2 separate regions of the Mus musculus genome follow, and region 2 is linked to region 1. A link is a contact called in public HiCAR-type data. All regions are on one chromosome and are shown on one strand. The core of a region is the stretch at or near the end of the contact, and the rest is flanking DNA. Distances in the headings are between cores, read along the strand shown. Region 1 holds the start of Mcm3 (minichromosome maintenance complex component 3). Region 2 holds the start of B3gat2 (beta-1,3-glucuronyltransferase 2 (glucuronosyltransferase S)).

Region 1 (3,674 bases), core at 777-3,276:
CCTCTGAGTCCAAAGCTAGGCTACAGAGTAAGATTCCTTCAAGAGCAACAGCCAAAAGAACAAGCAAGCAGATGGGTACACAGTGACAAGCTGTAAACACTGGTAGAAAGGGGTATCGTCGAGTGAGAGTAAGCCTGTCCTGAATCTAAGGGATTCCAGTAATATTAGAAGGTCAGAAGGCAGGCAAGCTCAGCAGTGGGGTCTACAACTGCATCAAGAACTTGGGGGTACTTAAGGACATATTACATAAAGGCTGGGTGGTCAGTTCTGTGTTCTTGCCCTCTGGTGTAACGTACTTCTGTCTTTCAGCGGAAAAATGTTCTTTCCTACATTATAAAACAGGTGTATGCCTTTCTGGACAAGGAGAACACACCTGCTGTCTCTATCAATAGAGCATTAAGGACCACTGAGCATTCAATTTATAAAGGGGTTACTGATCGTGGGGGTGGGGGAGGGTTCTATTTATACCATGGGAGGTCAGCATAAAGGTATTCAAAAGTCCTAAGCAGGGACTTGGGAGCTACTTAAAGCCTACACCAGCAAAGATGACACTAGCCACTATGTCACTTACACATGAGGATGCCAGCATGTTGATATATGTCTCAACGGTGCCCAGGAAGTAGACAGCTGCAGACAACCCTTTCCTCCTGTCCAGCATGCCCTATCACATACTATCATGATCATTAACAGTTCTCCTATATGCTTACATTTTAATTGGGAATTAGAATGGCCTAAGTCTTAAAGACTTAGTAAAAACAAACAAAAAAACTTGCAATATGAAAATTTAACTTTAAAATCTGGATGTTAGCACACCTGACTGTAGACATATTTCAAAATCATGATGTATATTTGAAATGTAATTTAAATACTCTTAAAATTCAAATTTAAATTGCTTTTCATTGATCAACAAACTTCCAGGGCTCATCAACATCCTATAGCTTTAAATTTTGGATTACACTTAAACCCATTTTACCTGCATACAAAACACTTGATTCACTAAAAAGAGAGCTGTCATAAATTGTTAGTCTCGCTCCTACCCTCACCAGCATCAGGCCAGTCATTAAATCTGAGGGCTCTGAGCCAGTTACATTAGCTTTTCCAAAGAAGAGCCTGTTTACACCTGACCAGTCTCCTTGCAAGTTGTGTGGGGTTTGGGGGGAACACATGAATTTAGAGACAAACTAAATTACTTTGGAGAAAACCCTAGTAACTCATGAAGATATACAGGAGCAAGAAAATGACAAGAGGAGATAATGAGAAAATGAAAATGATCAAAATACATTATGTGCTTATGAAGTTTCATAATGTAACCCGTATGTATAGTTAACATATCCTAATGTAAGAGGTTTCAAGAAAAATAGGCTGCTCAGAGGAAGACGGCAAGCACAAGGCCTGGGTACCATGTCAAGTAGGCTATGGGGATCAGTAGCAGTAATTATAAGAGGGAGTGATAAGAAAGAAATATGACCAAAATACATTATGTGTTTATGAAATTTCATAACGAAACTAATACATGAAAAGAATGTAACTTTTAAAATCTGGAGGTACATCTTTAGGAGAGAAAAAAAGATAACAGGAAGTTGCAGAGAAAAGAAGTTATCAGCGGCCCTGGTCCTCCGCGGGGTCCCCAGCACCGTGCCCGGTCACCCGCGGGAACCCCCTCAGCCGTGCCCGGTCACCCGCGGGACCCCAGCACCGTGCCCAGTCACCCGCGGGGACCACATCAGCCGTGCCCGGTCACCCGCGGGAACCCCATCAGCCGTGCCCGGTCACCCGCGGGAACCCCCTCAGCCGTGCCCGGTCACCCGCGGGACCCCAGCACCGGGCTCGCGGCCCGAGCCTCACCTCGTCATCCAGGAAGTCCAAGTAGTCTCTCTGCGCTTCCCGCAGCTCCACATCATCCAGCACTACTGTGCCCGCCATGTCGCAGCTCCGAAATCGCCGGCCACCAAACAGTCCGGAAACGCGTGACACCGCCTTGGCGCCAAAACTTCCCAAGTTTTCCCGCCACGGAAGTTTATGGTGGAGGAAGCATGGAGCAGAGACGCGTTATGATTGGCTAACCACTTCAATAGCCTTTCATTCCGTGCCTGGATTGGAGAGAAATGGTCACTTTCTCCGCCCTAATAGGAAGTCTGACCAATGGTACAGAGAGGACGCTCAAAACCCACCCCCTGGAAATTGAGCAACAGGAAGGCTAGGAAGCACTGCATTCTGGGAGTTGTGGTCCTTCCCACCTCACCCCCTGTTTTTCTTTTCTTTTTTTTTTTTCTTTGCCTGTAGGAAGTTTTGTCAAATCGGAAGTTAGGATTTACTGAGGGGGGAGGTCTAAGTTTGCACCCCATATGCACAGGTACAAATGAAGGCCAAAGGTTGATATCCGGTGTCTTCCTCAATCTTTCTCCACCTTGTATTTTTGAAAGACGAACAGGATACCCACTGACCCATCTCTTTAGCCTCCATATTATTGATTCTAACACACTTTGTCTTCTAGCCTTCATTTCCTCCTATACAAAATGAGGAATCTGAATTCAAAATTCTCCAGTAAGCCATCACTAGTATTCCAAGAGCAAGTTAGAAATGGTGTAAAGACAAATTTTATTCACGGAATCATGCTATTGCCTTTAACACAGCCTTGATTTGCTGTATCTTGATCTGTAACCTTGAAGACACAGAGATATATAATTCGTATTTCTCCCCACTTTCACAAGGTCATGAGATAGATAAGCAGAAAATCAGATTGTTAAAAAAAAAAAAAGCATAGTTAGTATATCTAAGGGTTCCACTGCTGTTCACATGCTTGCTTTGCTTGCTATCTGTTGGCTTTCTGCCTTAGGCACTAATGGGCCAAGGCTGATTTACAAGGTGAAATAATTGCTAAGAGGCTGCCTGGAAAGCAGCATGCAGAAACAGTCAAAATCAAGGCATTGCAAAGTATACAAAGTACTTCCTTTTTTTCTGTCTCCAGCCCAAAGAAAACACTTGGAGTGGGCGACCCTGAAGTGGAGAACAGATGAGTTATGGGTACCGGATGCCGCTTCCAAGATGATGCCCACCATGTTATCCTGTTGAAAGAGGGGACTGATAGCTCTCAAGGCATTCCTCAACTCATGAGTAACAGCTCGTGAGTAACATTGTCTGTGTTTGCCAAGTGATTGCTGGGGCTATAAGACCACCCTGGGTCCTCATGGCAACTTATTGTGGATGGCCAAGGCAAAACAACAATTTCTACTTCTGAAACTCCTCGATGGTGGACATCCTGCAGCAAAGACTTTAGTGGACATTGCCGGATCCGAAGACACTGACACTAGTGATGGCACCACCGTGGTGATCCTGCTGGCTGAGGAGTTTCTGAAGCAGGTGAAGTCCTGTGTGAAGGAAGGGTTATGCCCTCAGATCATCATCTGAGCTTTCTGCACAGCCACCCAAAATCAAAGAGATAGCTGTGACTATAAAGAAGCAAGATAAAGTAGAAGAGAGGAAGATGCTAGGGAAGTGTGCAGTGACAGCCCTGAGCTCCAAGCCCTGAGCTCCAAGCTGATCTCCCAGCAGAAGGCCTTCTTTGCCAAGGTGGTGGCTGATGCTGTGATGATGCTCAATGAGTTGTTGTAGCTTAAAATGACTGACACCAAGAAGGTGCAGGGTGGAGCCCTAGAGGAGTCTCAGTTGGTGCC
Region 2 (3,674 bases), core at 710-3,209, 2.9 Mb after region 1:
AGGATTCATAACAACTTTGGGAAAGAGAAGGGGATTGGACACATTTGTGTGTTACTGTCTGGAGTTTAAGAAAAGTCTGTAGAGATTCCCCTCAGTTTTCTTCCCCTTGGGATGCTGGCACAGCCATCACACTCTGAGGTAGAATACAGCAGGGAGTCTAATGGGATCACTGTTTTAGGATCTTGGCCTCACCACTTTGCACAACATTGGGCTCTGGGTGACACAGGAAAGGTGGGACTGAAGGCTAGGACTTAGTTGGTTTGTGGAGAAAGGGAGAACGTTTGAGAACTCACTATTAGATGTCTGTATCTAAGTGTAACAAGGCCCCTAGTAGGCACCTAGACCTTAACACAACTGCCTCGGCGGAAGCACCGTTCAGGGTATAAAGCTCAGCATGTAGACCGTACCACCTGCCAAAACGGAAACAAAGGCCCAATCCATCAAAGTCCATATAGTCACGGGAAGTCTCAAAATGCACTAACCTTGCTTTTTACCTTTTGTAGTTCCGATTCTGACGCACTGTTCTTGTTAACTGAAGTATGTCAACCCAGAACGTGGCTTTTGTTGTTTAGGTTTGGTTTTTTGTTTTGTTTTATTTTTTTGTTTTTTGGTGTTGTTGTTGTTGTTGTTTGCTTAAACGCTCACCCTGAGAAAGCCTCAGCGCTACCTTGGGATTCAAACACCCAATGTAGTCACCGGCTGGCTAATAAATGCTTTATATATTTGCTTCAACCCAAGTCGGAGCAGTCTTCTCTAGTGACTACCCCACAACATAAGAGAGTAGTTGTGAAAATTCACAGGTGCGCAGTGCCAGACACCGAACCCAAGATGCAGGACACAGCCACGTGAAGGTGGAGGATCTGCCCCAGCGTGCTGCTTGTTCCTCAGGAACATAGTCAAAAGGATTTTCATGCGACAGAGAAAGTCGGGTTGCGGAGGAAAACGGAATCAGAAATGATTCATTGGGGGTGGGGGTGCTTTCCTCAGACTCCCTGGAATGTGCTTGGAATGAGAACAGCCTGGGGTTCGTTCGGCTAATAGATTCTCTATATATGAGAGGGTCTTCCAGGTATTTCCGCTTGCCATCCTCTGACCCACTTGATCTGATGGCATCACCTAGGAAGACCGGTCACTCACAGCCAGGCTGTGCTGATGATGTGCAGTGAAGAGGCAGTGGGTTCTATCCAGGACGCCCACGTTCTATTTCCACTAAGTCAGTTACCACTGACCTCAGGAAATTCCCTTAAGTCTCCATCTTCTGCTCCTTCATCCAGAAAATGAAGGTGATTCCACCTCCAAAGCCTCCTTGAAAGGATTACAGGGATGGTCCTGGGGGATAATTCCTGTGCCTGCAAACTGGGAAGGCTCCAACATGAACAAAAGCAAGTTACACATACTCAGCCGGAGTTGTCAAAATGTCCCCCACAGATCCAACTGTGGCCGAGCAGTTGCGATTGATTCCTTGGAATGGGCTGGCACACATGCCAGACACCTATGTGCGGCACCCCCTCCATCTCTGTGGGATTCTATTGATTTCTGCCTTTCAAGAGAAAGTGGTTCTCTTTGCTGAGGTTCTGTACACCAACCCTCAAGCCAGGGAAGGACCGCTTTGTCCCCTCCCTCTTTCTCCTTCTGCCCTCTTTAGGACTCCGGACTTGTCACACGTGAATGGGTTTCCTTGGCTGATCTCCAAAGACCCTGCAGCAGTTCAGTGAGCTGAACCCTGGGGCGATCTGAAAACAGCACCCACCACCTCCACACACACACACACACACACACACACACACACACACACACACCCCAGGCAGAGGTCGCGCAACCCAGCAGAGATCCTCCTCCCTCCCCCTGCCTCTGCCCGCAGGCAGCGCCTGGTGCCACCGGGCTCAGACCCCGCAGAGAGCCTTGGCCCTTCCCGCCTCCGCCCCGCAGCCCCTCTCCGCCAGTAGCAGCGCTGCTATCTTCCCACCGGAGCACTAGGAGGACGCCCGAGTCTGCAGCGCCCCCGCCCCCTCGCTTTTTCTTTCTTTCCCTGCTTTGGGATCTTGCTGTCTGGAGCCGGGAGAGGTTCCGAGAAGGAGAGAGCGGCACAGGTTTCTGCCGCGGCGCTCGAACGGGAGCTTAGGGACGCAGCATCCTCGGTGTCCACCCGGGATCGCAGCTGCACCGGCCGACATGTGACGGAGGAAAGCCCTCAGCATTCCCGGCAACCGCCTTCAAAGGGGTCCCGGAACGCTCGCCCAGGCCAGCAGCTGGATCCTCTTAGCCCTCAGCGACGCGGGACAGGAGCGGCAAGGTACAACGCCTGGTACGTTCCAGGCTCGCACTCGGGAAAAGAGCGCAGCGGGGACCGCCGCCTGGCTTGCACTCGGCACAACTCCGGGACCTGCGGAGTGCGGCTGGACCGTGTCCAGATTCCCGCCGACTTCATCCAGAGTGACCCAAGACCCTAGCCGGTCCTCCTGCACCCCCTGGAGTTCTAGCTTGCCCTGCATCTGCGCCGACCCCACAACGCCCAGGTCCCCGCAACGCCCCAGTCCGGAAGGGGAGCGCGCTTGCGGCTTCTCCCTGATTGCAGACGCTGCCGCTGTCCTAACTGCACACAGAGGTCCCCTACCCGGAGCCTAGTCCTTGCAGGGGGTGGTGTCCGAGACGCTGGGGAGCGCGCACCATGAAGTCCGCGCTGTGCAGCCGCTTCTTCATCCTCCTGCCCTGGATCCTGATTGTCATCATCATGTTGGACGTGGACCCCCGCAGGCCCGCGCCCCAACTCACTTCCCGTCCCTACTTCTCTCCCCATGCAGTGGGCTGCGGGGGCTCCCGAGTCCCGCTCCGACGGAGTAGCCCCGGGCGTGACGCTGCCGAGAAGCGGAACGAGTCTCGGCCTCAGCTGCAGCCGGAGCCGCGCTTGCCCACCATCTATGCCATCACACCCACCTACAGTCGCCCGGTGCAGAAAGCCGAGCTCACTCGCCTGGCCAACACCTTCCGCCAGGTGGCGCAGTTGCACTGGATCCTGGTGGAGGACCGGGCGACGCGCAGCGAGCTGGTGAGCAGCTTCCTAGCTCGGGCCGGCCTGCCCAACACGCACCTGCATGTGCCCACGCCGCGGCGCTACAAGCGACCGTGGCTGCCGCGCGCCACCGAACAGCGCAACGCGGGCCTCGCCTGGCTGCGCCAGAGGCATCAGCATCAGAGCGCGCAACCCGGCGTGCTCTTCTTCGCCGACGATGACAACACGTACAGTCTGGAGCTCTTCCAGGAGGTAGTGGTCCAGCGCCGATGGTGGGGTGTAGGGTGTGTGTGGGGGGGAGGGGGGACAAGGGGCGGTTGGGCCCCGAAGGTCTGCATGCCCTTTGTGCTTCCTGTACACTTTTGAGTTCTCAGTCCCTTCGAGCACGCATCCCGCACTCGGCGTGGAGCAGCTGAAGATGGGCAGTCCACAGCCTCTTCGGCTGGCTGCGGTGGGTGGAGAAGGGGTGTTGGTGGGTGGAGAAGTCTGCCCCGAGGTGTCTTGCCCTGTCCGGGATTGTGTTCAGTAAATAATAGTACAGGTGATTTGCCCAACTGGATGACGCCCAAAGCTGGAGCTAGGCTTGATTTTCTTGGAGACTGGATCAGTGCCTACAGGTGATTCTGAGTGGAGACAAATGTGGGATAAAGGTACTATCCCACAT

What was found. HiCAR-type assays count read pairs that join an accessible place to other places.
Region 2: a contact with region 1 is called in a HiCAR-type map of astrocytes, with 5 times the contacts expected there. The contact joins the promoter of B3gat2 here to the promoter of Mcm3 in region 1. A contact is called at or near these places in 1 of 39 promoter capture datasets (pre-B cells) and 1 of 115 datasets of contacts at active chromatin or transcription factors (astrocytes).

Annotation. Positions count from the first base shown.
Region 1 is chr1:20,818,286-20,821,959 of GRCm38.p6, forward strand. Mcm3 (minichromosome maintenance complex component 3) reads right to left here and starts at 2,027. Exons shown (of 17, transcript NM_008563.3): 1 at 1,846-2,027. The coding sequence starts at 1,923. It also overlaps the pseudogene Gm20587.
Region 2 is chr1:23,759,967-23,763,640 of GRCm38.p6, forward strand. It overlaps B3gat2 (beta-1,3-glucuronyltransferase 2 (glucuronosyltransferase S)), which reads left to right and starts at 1,960. Exons shown (of 4, transcript NM_172124.2): 1 at 1,960-3,262. The coding sequence starts at 2,669.